Regions from separate parts of the Sus scrofa genome. Here region 1 is linked to region 2. Evidence: chromatin contacts called from public Hi-C data. All regions are on one chromosome and are shown on one strand. The core of a region is the stretch at or near the end of the contact, and the rest is flanking DNA. Distances in the headings are between cores, read along the strand shown. Region 1 holds the start of MLKL (mixed lineage kinase domain-like protein). Region 2 holds the start of ADAT1 (tRNA-specific adenosine deaminase 1).

What was found. A called contact is a pair of places that touch in the nucleus more often than the background predicts.
Region 1: a Hi-C map of retroperitoneal adipose tissue shows a contact between it and region 2, with 1.6 times the contacts expected there. The contact joins the promoter of MLKL here to the promoter of ADAT1 in region 2. A contact is called at or near these places in 1 of 47 Hi-C or Micro-C datasets (retroperitoneal adipose tissue) and 1 of 2 datasets of contacts at active chromatin or transcription factors (alveolar macrophages).

Annotation. Positions count from the first base shown.
Region 1 is chr6:12,919,549-12,925,694 of Sscrofa11.1, forward strand. MLKL (mixed lineage kinase domain-like protein) reads left to right here and starts at 4,298. Exons shown (of 11, transcript XR_002344504.1): 1 at 4,298-5,563.
Region 2 is chr6:12,072,391-12,078,688 of Sscrofa11.1, forward strand. ADAT1 (tRNA-specific adenosine deaminase 1) reads left to right here and starts at 3,973. Exons shown (of 10, transcript XM_021093768.1): 1 at 3,973-4,026. It overlaps KARS (lysine--tRNA ligase), which reads left to right. Exons shown (of 14, transcript XM_003126856.3): 13 at 457-600; 14 at 1,081-1,359. The coding sequence ends at 1,179.

The DNA of each region.
Region 1 (6,146 bases), core at 3,048-5,547, 850 kb after region 2:
GACCCTGCAATCCCACTCTTGGGTATCTATCTGGACAAAGCTCTACTTAAAAGAGACACATGCACCCGCATGTTCATTGCAGCCCTATTCACAATAGCCAGGACATGGAAACAATCCCAATGTCCATCGACAGATGATTGGATTCGGAAGATGTGGTATATATACACAATGGAATACTACTCAGCCATAAAAAAGGATGACATCATGCCATTTGCAGCAACATGGATGGAACTAGAGAATTTCATACTGAGTGAAATGAGCCAGAAAGACAAAGACAAATACCATATGATATCACTTATAACTGGAATCTAATATCCAGCACAAATGAACATCTCCTCAGAAAGGAAAATCATGGACTTGGAGAAAAGATTTGTGGCTGCCTGATGGGAGGGGGAGGGAGTGGGAGGGATCGGGAGCTTGGGCTTATCAGACACAACCTAGAATAGATTTATAAGGAGATCCTGCTGAATAGCATTGAGAACTATGTCTAGATACTCATGTCGCAACAGAAGAAAGGGTGGGGAAAAAACTGTAACTGCAATGTATACATCTAAGGATGACCTGACCCCCTTGCTGTACAGTGGGAAAATAAAAAAAAAAAAAGAATGATTTGGATGTTTATGGTCTTTTGTGATGCCATATTTTTTTTTTTTACTTAATGACTTTTATTACATTTATAGGTGTACACAATCATCACAACCAAATTTTATAGCATTTCCATCCCAGACCCTCGGTGCATCCCCCCACACCCCCAACCTGTCTCATTTGGAAACCATAAGTTTTTCAAAGTCTGTGAGTCAGCATCTGTTCTGCAAAGAAGTTCATTGTGTCCTTTTTTTAGATTCCATGTATAAGTGATAGCATTTGATGTTGGTGTCTCATTGTCTGACTGACTTCACTTAGCATAATTTCTAGGTCCATCCATGTTGCTGCAAATGCTGTTATTTCGTTCCTTTTAATGACTGAGTAATGTTCCATGGTGTATATGTACCACATCTTCTTGATCCACTCCTCTGCCGATGAACATTTAGGTTGTTCCCATGTCTTGGCTATTGTATATAGTGCTGCAGTGAACATTGGAATACCTGTATCTTTTCAAGTCATGGTTTTCTCTGGATAGATGCCCAGGAGTATGGTTCCATATTAATTTTAGAGTTGTTTTTCTATACCTATAAAAAATGACATTGGGATTTTGATAGAGATTGCATTGAATCTGTAGAATGCATTGGATAGTACATACTTTTTTTTTTTTTTTTTTTTTTTTGGTCTTTTCTAGGGTCACACCTGCTGCATATGGAAGTTCCCAGGCTAGGGGTTGAATCAGAGCTACAGCTGCTGGCCTGTGCCACAGCCATGCCAGATCCAATCCGCATCTGTGACCTACACCACAGCTCACAGCAATGCCAGATCCTTAACCCACTGAGTGAGGCCAGAGATCGAACCCGCAACCTCATGGTTCCTAGTCAGATTCGTTAACCACTGAGCCACAACAGGAACTCCAGTACATACATTTTAATAAGATTAAGTCTTCCAATACATGAACACTGGATATGTTTCCATTTATTTTTAGCTTGTTTAATTTCCTTCATCAGTGTTCTTAGAGTTTTCAGTGTATAAGTCTTTTACCTCCCTTGTTGATTTATTCCTAAGTATCTTATTCTTTTTGGTGCTATTGGAAATGGCATTGTTTTCCTAATTTCTTTTTCAGACTATTTGTTTTTAGTGTATAGAAACACAGCTGATTTTTGCATGTTGATTTTGTATCCTGCAACTTCACTGAATTCATTTATTAGTTCTAACACTTTGAGGGGTTTTTTTGGTGTTTGTTTTTGCCACACCCCATGGCCTGCAGAAGTCCTCAGGCCAGGGGTTGAATCTGCATCACAGAAGCAACCTGAGCCACAACAGTACTGGATCCTTAACTGCTAAGCCATCAGGGAATTCCTGGATGTTTTTTTCTTGGCTAATTGCTCTGACCAGCACTTCCATTGTGTGTTGAATAGAAGAGGACATCCGGAGTTCCCCATCGTGGCTCAGTGGTTAATGAATCCGACTAGGAACCATGAGGTTGTAGGTTCCATCCCTGGCCTTGCTCAGTGGGTTAAGGATCCAGCGTTGTTGTGAGCTGTGGTATAGACTGCAGACTCAGCTTGGATCCCTCATTGCTGTGGCTCTGGCGTAGGCTGGCAGCTACAGCTCCGATTGGACCCCTAGCCTGGGAACCTCCGTATGCCGTGGGTGCAGCCCCAGAAAAGGAAAAAGACAAACAAACAAACAAAAAGAAGTGGACATCCTTACATTGTTCCTGGTCTTGCAGGAGAGTGTTCTCTTTTTCACCATTAACTATGATGTTAGCTGTGGGCTTGTCATAACTGGCCTTAATTATGTTGAGATAATTTCTTTCTATTCCTAATTTGTTGACAGTTTTTATCACTAAAGAGCGTTGGATATTGTGACATGCTTTTTCTGCACCCACTGAGATGATCATATGTTTTTATCCTTTTTGTGTTAACGTGGTGCATCGCATTAATTGATTTTCATATGTTGAAGTGTTCTTGCATCCCAGGAATAAATCCCACCTGGTCAGAGTGTATGATCCTTTTCCTGTGTTGTTGGATGAGGTTTGCTGGTAGTTTGTTGAGGATTGTTGTATCTGTGTTCATCAGGAAGATTGGCCTGTGCTTTCTTTCTTTTGGTCTCTTCGTCTTGCTTTGCTATCAGGATAATGTTGAACTTGTAAAATGAGCTTCAAATCATTCTTTCCTATTCAGTTTTTTGCAAGAGTTTGAGAAGGATTAGTGTTAATTTATTTATTTTATTTATTTTATTTATTTATTTTGTCTTTTTGCTATTTCTTGGGCCGCTCCCACGGCATATGGAGGTTCCCAGGCTAGGGGTCCAATCGGAGCTGTAGCCGCCAGCCTACGCCAGAGCCACAGCAACGGGGGATCCGAGCCGCGTCTGCAAGCTACACCACAGCTCACGGCAACGCCGGATCGTTAACCCACTGAGCAAGGGCAGGGACCGAACCCACAACCTCATGGTTCCTGTCGGATTCGTTAACCACTGCGCCACGACGGGAACTCCTAATTTATTTTTAAATATTTGATTAGTGAAGCCATCTGGCTCTTGGCTTTTCTTTTTTTGGGAGGTTTTTGATTTCTGATTCAATCTCCATTACAAGTCTGTACCAACTTGTTATTTTTTCATGATTTAGTCCTGGTAGGCTGTATGTTTCTAGGAATTTATCTAATTTCTTCTATTTTGTTGGCTTGTAATTGTTCATCACAGTCTCTTTTGATCCTTTCTATTTCTGTGACATCAATTGTAGTGTCTTTTACTTATGATTCCATTCGTTTGAATATTCTCCCTTTTTTTCTTAGTCTAGCTAAGAATTTGTTTGCTTATCTTTTTTTGTCTTTTTGCCTTTTCTAGAGCTGCTCCCACAGCATATGGAGATTCCCAGGCTAGGGGTCCAGTCAGAGCTGTAGCCGTCGGCCTACGCCAGAGCCACAGCAATGCGGGATCCGAGCCGCGTCTGCAAACTACACCACAGCTCACGGCAACGCCGTGTCCTCAACCCACTGAGCAAGGCCAGGAATGGAACCCACAACCTCATGGTTCCTAGTCGGATTCGTTAACCACTGTGCCACGACGGGAACTCCTTTCTATGTTTTTGGATTTTCTATTTCATTTATTTTTGCTTTTATATTTGTCATTTCCTTCCTTCTGCTAATTTTTGGCTTAGTTCTTTTTCTAGTTCCTCAACATGTGAAGTTTGGTAGTTTGAGGTCTTTCTTCTTTTTTATATAGGTATTTATTGCTATGAAAGTCCCTCTTAGGGAGTTCCTGTCGTGGCTCAGTGGTTAACAAACCCTACTAGTATCCATGAGGACTCGGGTTCGATCCCTGGCACTGCTCAGTGGGGTAAGGATCCATCATTGCCGTGAGCTGTGGTGTAGGTTGCAGACTCAGCTCAGATCTGGTGTTGCTGCGGCTGTGGTGTAGGCCAGCAGCTGTAGCTCTGTTAGACCCCTAGCTTGGGAACCTCCATATGCCGCAGCTGCGGCCCTAAAAAGACAAAAGACAGAAGAAGAAAAAAAAAGAAAAAGGAGTTCTCATCATGGCGCAGTGGAAACCAATCTGACTAGAAACCATGAGGTTGCAGGTTCGATCCCTGGCCTCGCTCAGTGAGTTAAGGATCCGGCATTGCCGTGAGCTGTGGTGTAGGTCACAGACACGGATCGGCTCTGGCGTTGCTGTGGCTCCGGTTAGACCCCTAGCCCAGGAATCTCCATACGCCGAGAGTGCGCCCCTAAAAAAAAAATTTTTTTTTTAAGACTCTTTGTCACCTAACTGGTGATCTATCCAGAGCAAAACAGAAGCTGCCTCTTGCTCCAGAGCTTCATGCTCTCCAGCTGCCCACAGAATCTGGCCGAAGCTAGTCTCCGCTGATGCCATATCCTTGTTGAGCTTCCTCCACCCCAACCCCAGCCCTACCTTACTCTATCCTGAAAGCCTTCCTTCAGTGAATCACATGCGCCTGATTCTCTTTCTCAGACTCTGCTTCTAGAGAACCTGACCTAAGATAAGAGGAAAACGGATGATGCAACAGATGGAGGCCGAGAGCAGGGGAACTCGAATAAACACATCAACAGCCCCAGACATCCTCCACCAGGTCTTCATCCAAAAAGTCTTCTCATACAATCCAATTCTATCCTGTAGCGGAAGCAGACTGATGAGTAAATGAATGACCTTCCTTCTGTACTTTCTAGCTGGGGACACAGCTACCGGCTGTAAAACATGACACATCAAAACACAAATCTCTGCCATGACCTCCGAGAAGGAAGGTCATTTAAGTGTATCTCTTCCTTCACTCCCTTCCTCCACCCCCAATATTTTCATACAGCGAAGCAGACACAAGAAACTTCTCTCCAGCTCTCAGTGCTTTGCTCATCTAATCTTTCCCATACTTTGTCCTGATGAAAATCCTTTCCTGAGCTCTTGTTCTTTTCTGAATCCCCAGCCCTAAGGAGAGCGCCCGGGCACCAGGAGGGTGCTGTAAACAGTTCCTGACGGAATTGGGGAAGGAGGGGAGTGTGAAAAGGGCAGGAGGAGGATACCAGGAGGAACCACCGGGAAAGGGCTTTGAGGGAGCCAAGGCCCCCTGAGCCCGTTGGCTGCAAGCGCCTTGTGAAAGCGCAGAGGCGGCGGCGTGTCGGACTTCCCAGCCCTCGGGCGGGCTCCAGACCGCGAAGCGGCGGCCGAACCAGCGGATTGGGGGCCCGCCCGCAGAGGCGGGGCTCAGTCCAGAACCCCGGCTTCCCCGGAAAGGAAAGGCCTGCCAGTTCCCCGGCGGCGTCCCGAGCAGCCTAACGCAGCCAGAGGGAGCGCGGGGCGCGCGGCACCCACAGCCACAGCCGAGGGCAGGGGGCGCTGGGACGCGGCCCTTTCCAGGGGCTTCGGGTTCGAAGACTTCTTCCCCCAGAAGGAAGGCAGTCGTCTGAGAAGCCGAGGCGTCTTCCCGGAAACCGTGCACGGGACGCCCTCGGGAAGGACGAAGGTGAGTCCGGGGGGCTTCCCGGGACGCGCGCGGTCCCCGGAGGCGGCGGGGCAGAGGGGCGCAGCCGGATTCCCGGGCAGAGCCGGGAGAAGCGGGGCGGGAGGCGGGGGTGACTCCCAGTCCCATTTCCTGGAACTCGGGACAGAGTTGGTTTCTCTCCTCCGCTCTGAGGGTGAAGCCGCCCACTTGGGTCTCTAATGACTTTCTACAAAAGACGCGGCGGAGAGCTGGCATCCGGGCGCTGTCGTGGTGGACGGGTCTGGGGAACCCGGCTTAGAATTGTCCAAGCCGCCCTCGGCGCTCCACGCCAGGCTGAAGGTGGAGAAACGGCCAAGAGAGAGGGTCCGGATTGCTGATTCATGAACTTTTCCGGTGCCTATTTTAGGCACAAAGAGAGAAACCTGGTATAAAATGTCATCAGAAAAGTGCTTGATGCCATTTTTGTGGAGAGGAGGAGGAAATTAGAGTTCTTTCTGAATTTATACTGTTACTACCATTTTAAGATTTTTCACTTTTAAAATCAGTAACTTTGGAGTTTCCTGATGACCTAATGGGTTAAGGATCTGGCGTTGTCTCTGCTGTG
Region 2 (6,298 bases), core at 2,723-5,222:
CAGAAATGGAGCTTGGCATAATTGTCTGTGTGGGGAGTGTGGCACTTGTCTTGACAGGGACATCATTTTTCCTTAGATACCACATTTAACGAGGTGGCATGGGCATGAGAAGACAAAGCGCCCCTGGGCTGCCTGCACTAGCCCTGCCACTGAGGGGTCGTTTCAGGAAGTGGGAGAAAAAGATGTTGGCAATTAGCAGTCTCTGAACATCAGTTTCACTGGACTCGCAAAGCCCCAGGCGCTGGAGGGGTTTTCATTTCACAGGGAAAGTTGCATGTGTTCATTGGTCCTGACCTCCAGGTCTTTGAAAGAAATGGCTCCACGCTGGAGTTTCTGGGAAACCAGTCCCCAGCAGGTGCGGGGCCTTCAGAGCATCCCTGGAAGGGCCGTGCCTCTGAACGCTTCAGCGTGCTCGCTCGCTCGCAGAGAGAGTGCCACTGCGTGGTTCTCTTCTAGGCCAAGGCCGCTGGCGATGATGAGGCCATGTTCATAGACGAAACCTTCTGCACCGCCCTGGAATATGGGCTGCCCCCCACAGGTGGCTGGGGCATGGGCATCGACCGCGTCACTATGTTTCTCACGGATTCCAATAACATCAAGGTACAGGCCACCCTGAAGGCGCGCGCTGTGTGGGAGGCCAGGGGGAGGGGCAGGCAGAGCCCTGACACACAGCCACACAGGATGGGGGTCATCTGACCTGACAGCATCTGGGGGTTTTCTGCTTGAGGCAGGAGAAATACTAATTGGTTGTACTTCTTGAGGCTTCAAGGAACACCCTGAGCCGTTGACATGCATATCTCACTTAAGTCAGCCTGTGACATGCAGAAACTGTTGCTATCCCAGCTTTATAGATGAGGAAGTAAATCATAATTGAAGGGAAGCTCTCTGTTTATTCTTTCTTTGACGTCATGCCCTGGGCAGTGCATGCCTTTCTGCTCTTCCATCCACTGTAACTGAGAGGGACCGAATTGAAAGAACACAGATCTCTGGATTTTGGTGCCAACAGTAACCAGGGATAAAAGGAATGGGTAGATAGCTGGAGGAAAGGGCTGCTGCTTATCAGAATGCATTCTCCTGTAGGAAGTGCTTCTGTTTCCCGCCATGAAACCTGAAGACAAGAAGGAGAATGTAACCGCCACTGACACGGCGGAGAACACAGCACCTGGCACGTCTGTCTAGAAAACAGTGATGGCACGTCACACGACATGGGCATCGTCGCTGCGTCTCTGCCCAAGGACCTCAAGGGATTTCCCGTGTGTGGCTGTTTGGCTGTCATGGTCCACTTCAGCCACCAGAAGAGGGAAGAGGAATTAAGAATTCCTTTTTACTCCTTGTTACCAAATAAACCATTTGTCTCTACCCCTGTCTCATCACTCTTTACCTTTGGAATGTCACCTTATTGCCAGGACAGCTGGCTAATGAAGGTTTAGGATTATAGCACTTTATTCATTCACCAGATTTATATAATGTCCAGCCATTATTCTAAGGAGCTGGGAGGCACAGCAGGGAACAAAAGCCAAGTTCCTGCTTTCATGGAATTTATATTTTCTTTAGGGGTAGGGGCTGGGTGTGAAAAGCTACTAAACAAGAAACAAGTAAATCCTTATTTCTGGTAGTGATGCATACTAAGAAGAAAAATAAGGCAGGGAGAGGGGACAGGCGCTATTTTATAAAGAGGTGGATGGGGGCAGTGCTCCTTACGCGATCACGGAAGACCTCTTCTAGCGGAGACCGGAAAGATCTAAGTGGCACAGCATGATCCAGACTAAAGGGCTGCACTTTTGGGGAACAGCAAAGGGGTCTGGTATGGCCAAAGAGGAATAAGATCAGTGAGGTGCCAGATTTAGGGGTGAGAGGCGAAGCCATCGGAGGGTTTTGAGCACTACTGTCCTAGTTAGCATGTGGAAGGCAAGACAAAGGGAGACATGCAGCTGTGGGCTGAGGTGAGATGATGGATTAGCCTTGGGAGGTAGCGGTAAGTGATGGAGATGCTTATGCATCGGTGGACTTTGTCTTCTTGAGGTCAGCAGAATGCTGCTGGAATGTGGGTTTTAGGAAAAGGAATCAAAATGATTTCACGGTTTGGGGCCTGACCAACTAGAAAGTAGAGTCGTCACTGACTTGAAATGGAAAAACAGTGCAGGTTTGAGAAAAGTGAATGGTTTTGTGATATGCCTGTTAGACAGTGGGTGGGGAAGAGTGGGGAAGGTTTTCACTTTCTGCTCAGTTCAGCTGCCCTAAGCATGTGACTAGGGCCTGCTGGTAAAACAGAGCCCGTAACACAGGGAGGCAGCTGGGGTAACTCTTCCCCAATGAGTCTGACAACAAAAGACTTGTCTTTGGCATCTCAGCAAAACCTCTGGGAGCATCTTTGTGTACTTTCACAGAGCAGGTGTCTACTTCTGCGGTTGGTAAAATGATCTAAGCACACCAAACTACTAACAGGGAACAACTTCAGAGCATGCTGAGCATCTCAATCTTTGCTGGTGTTAAAGCACAGACTCCAGAAGCACTTGGTAGTGGTGGTTACATGACGAGGTGGTATCTCAGAAGAAACACTTCTATGGCACATCCTTCAGCGAGGTGCTGTTAACTAAAAAAAAAAAACAATCATCTCACCAAAGGAGGGGTGTGGGGTCAAGATAAGGGACTGGACTTCTGGCAACACTGTACCATCAATGTGGACCACTGGAAAGGCAACAAGGATTAATGAGGAGCTGTTTAGGGAGTTCCCGTCGTGGCTCATCAGTTAAAGAGTGCAACTAGTATCCATGAGGACGTGGGTTCCATCCCTGGCCTCGCTCAGTGGTTAAGGATCTGGCATTGCCATGAGCCGTGGTGTAGTTCACCGAGTGGCTCAGATCCTGTGTTGCCGTGGCTTTGGCGTAGGCCGGTGGCTACAGCTCCAATTTGACCCCTAGACTGGGAAATTTCCATATGCCAAGGGTGCAATCCTAAAAAGACAAAAAAAAAAAAAAGCTGTTTAGTAGTAGACTAGAGCAGAGCCAGCTGTCTGGCCTCAAGAATGCCAGAGATAGAGAAGAAATGAAGCAGCTGTAGACATCTGTGGCATTTGGCAAGAAAAATGACAAATACCCCCTTAAACAGCTGAAGGCTCACAATTTGCTAACTGCTGTATGGGGGTGAACAAAAACAAGTATGGTCCCAAGTTCTAGACTTGTAGGAGAGAGAGGAAGAGCAAGGTCCTTATCCTTGGAGGAAGCCTGTGGCCCTTTTCCTGTGATCTAGGGAGAAGGATGGGGTCAATTAAGTTGCACTCCTCTAGCATTTGAGAGAACTCTCTCATCATTAGGAACTGAGTTAAAAACAAAAACAACAACAACAAAAAAAACTGCTGAATGATACAGACTTCTGAAATGTCCAAACAGCTATACTACCTATTTTTGGCAAACCGAAGGTTTTAGACTAGCACTGTCCACTACAGTACCCAACGGCCATACGTAGCTATTGAGCATTTGAAATGTGGCTGGTCAGAACTGAGATATAAAATACACACCAGTTTTCTTAAGTTAGTGTAAAAAAATGTAAAATAAGTGAACATTTTTATTAAATATTGATTACTCGTTGAAATATGTTGGATAACCTGGGTTAAAATATATGGTTAAAATTAATTTCACCTTTTCTTTTGACTTTTTAAAATATAGCGCCTAGAACATTTTAAATTACATATCTGGCTCGAATTATATTTCTACTGGACAGACCTGTTTTAGACAAAAATTCAAACTAGTGTTCCAACATACAACCTCATTCTACCGTACGAATCTATCTTACCGGGGAATCAGCCTCCCTGAGCCCATTACATCTGTATCTACGCAGAGCAACGCAAATCGACGGACTCTAAGGATCCACCCTGCAGCCCCCTGGCTCCGGCCCCTGGAGGACTACAAGGGCCAGCGTGCACTGCGTGCCTCCAGGGAACAGGCTTGGGAGGGCCACCTCATTGTGACGTCACGTCCGCTGCGCCGCGCGGTCTTCTTCCTCCCTTCGAGAGCGCGTGTCGAGGAGGTGGGAGGGCGGTGTCCGTGAGCGGTTGCGGTCGTGGGGCCGAGGGCGCACAGGATAGGGAGGGCCCTGGGGCTCCCGGGGAAGATGCTGTAGGTCTGACTTTCTCGACCCCTTTTTGTGTGGGAAGTGGATGTTGCGGACCTTCCCCCGCACCCAGCGGCGTGTCTGGTGGGAAAATGCGGCTCCTTTCATGCTGACATCCCTGCGCCGACAGCGACTGCTGCGGACGAGCGCGGGGCGCGTGACCCGGGGGTTGCATACCGCATAACTCCAGCGGGCAGGCGTGCACGTTGTCCCTGCTGCGCGGGCCTGGAGTTACCCATACCTGGCCGAATGGGCCTCTGGAGGGTGTTGAGGAGGGGAGGCTAAGGAAAATAGGCGTCCCTTCCAACCTCGCTAAAGCCTTTTCCCCAGACAGCCTTCCGGACTTGAATTTTCTTTCAAAAGGAAGTGGGTTTTTAAACTTTTTGCCGCTGTTAAAACATGCCGCCTTGTGGGCAAAGAAGTGCATGTCTAACTAAACTGTTGTTTCATATGAAGAAATTATTCAAGTTCTAGGAGAGAATAGTGGACGCAGTACAGCAAAACATTTATTCATTTCCGCTACTGGGCACGCTCCTCCAGACTCAACTCTGAATAAGGTGGTGATACAGTTTTGAGCCGCTGTATCGTAGGGAGTCAGCGTTTCTTCTAGCAAGTTGTCTTTGGCTGTTATGATTTGTGATGCGTGCCTCTGGTTTAATTTCAGTTTGGTGCCAGAGTATCTGCCTTCATAAAGTATACTGCCTTGTATGTCCCCTCTGCCCCTGAAATGAGAGAGAAATCCCTTCTAAATGGAGGATTCTGGGCTCGCCCATGCTTTTCTTTTGCTCAGAGAGATACAAGACTTAGGCTGGTTCTCTGACTTTAAAGTCGTAATTTATGTCAGTGCCTTCCGGATTCTTGTTTTAAATCACTGTGGTCTGATTTACCATGACCATTTATTGAAATAACAGGCCTGCACATCCGAACTGGTAAATTATAAACTGAGGCATTTTAGAACTTTTATGAGTTTATTTGAGCAAAAATCCTTTCCAATCAGGCACAAGCTAAGTGGAAGTAGTTAGGAGCCCTCTGCAGACAGGAGCCAAGGTAGAAACTGATGTAGCATAAGTGCAGAAGCAAGAAAAGAAATTGTTTAGATCTTGGTTTGCTTAGATAGACCACCACAGCATTAGAGTCTCTTCAGTCTGATGGCCTCCTTGTTTAATTAGTTTAACAGGATAGGAGCAAGGGGCTCCTTGTAGATAAATCATTTGTCTGCTATATACACTATGGCTCAACAGAGCCTTTTTTTTTTTTTTAAACACTTAACTTTGTCCATTGCCATCTGATCTCATTTTCTCCTAAGAATCTTTTCATATATTTGAATCCAAATGAAGTCATTGAATGAGCATCAGTAGAGTCAAGAGTGGGAAAGTTTCTATCGAACTATTCTAGACCTCTTTTAGGTCAGCTCTGCTTTCTGGTTTTATGTGTCCATTACTTTTTCCCTGCCTTTCAAGGAGCTCAAGGCAAAGCAGTCAGGAAAATCAAATGTTCTTTTTTGTAAGATTAATCTCAGTTGAAGAGTTCCCTTGTGGCAGAGGGGGTTAAGGATCTGGTGTTGTCATTGCAGCAGCTTGGGTCGCTGCTGTGGCACGGCTTCCACCCCTGGCCCAGGAACTTTACATGCTGTGGGTGTAGCCAAAAATAAAAATAAAATCTCAGTTGCTATTAATTATGCTCAACATTGTACCAGTTGCTCTTTTTGTTTGTTGTTTGTTTGTATTCTTAGGGCCACAGCCAAGGCATATGGAATTTCCCAAGCTAGGGGTCAAATCGGAACTGCAGCTGCCAGCCTACACCACAGCCACAGCAACACCAGATCTGAGACACATCTGTGACCTACACCACAGCTCACGGCAACGCCCGATCCTTAAACTACTGAGCAGGGCCCGGATCGAACCCTTGTCCTCATGGATACTAGTTGGGTTCCCTACCACTGAGCCACAATGGGAACTCTGTAATTGCTTTTTTAAAAATTTTTATTAAAGTATAGTTGATTTACAATTTTGTGACCAATTGCTTTTTATAAATTTTAAGCCCCTTGATAACTCCAGTGGGTTAAATACTACTGCCTCTGTTTCTTTTTTTTTAATGTCCACACCTGTTCATATGGAAGTTCCCAGGCCAAGAATTGAATCCAAGTCAAAGCTTTGACCTGCACATTTGCAGCAATTCCAGATCCTTT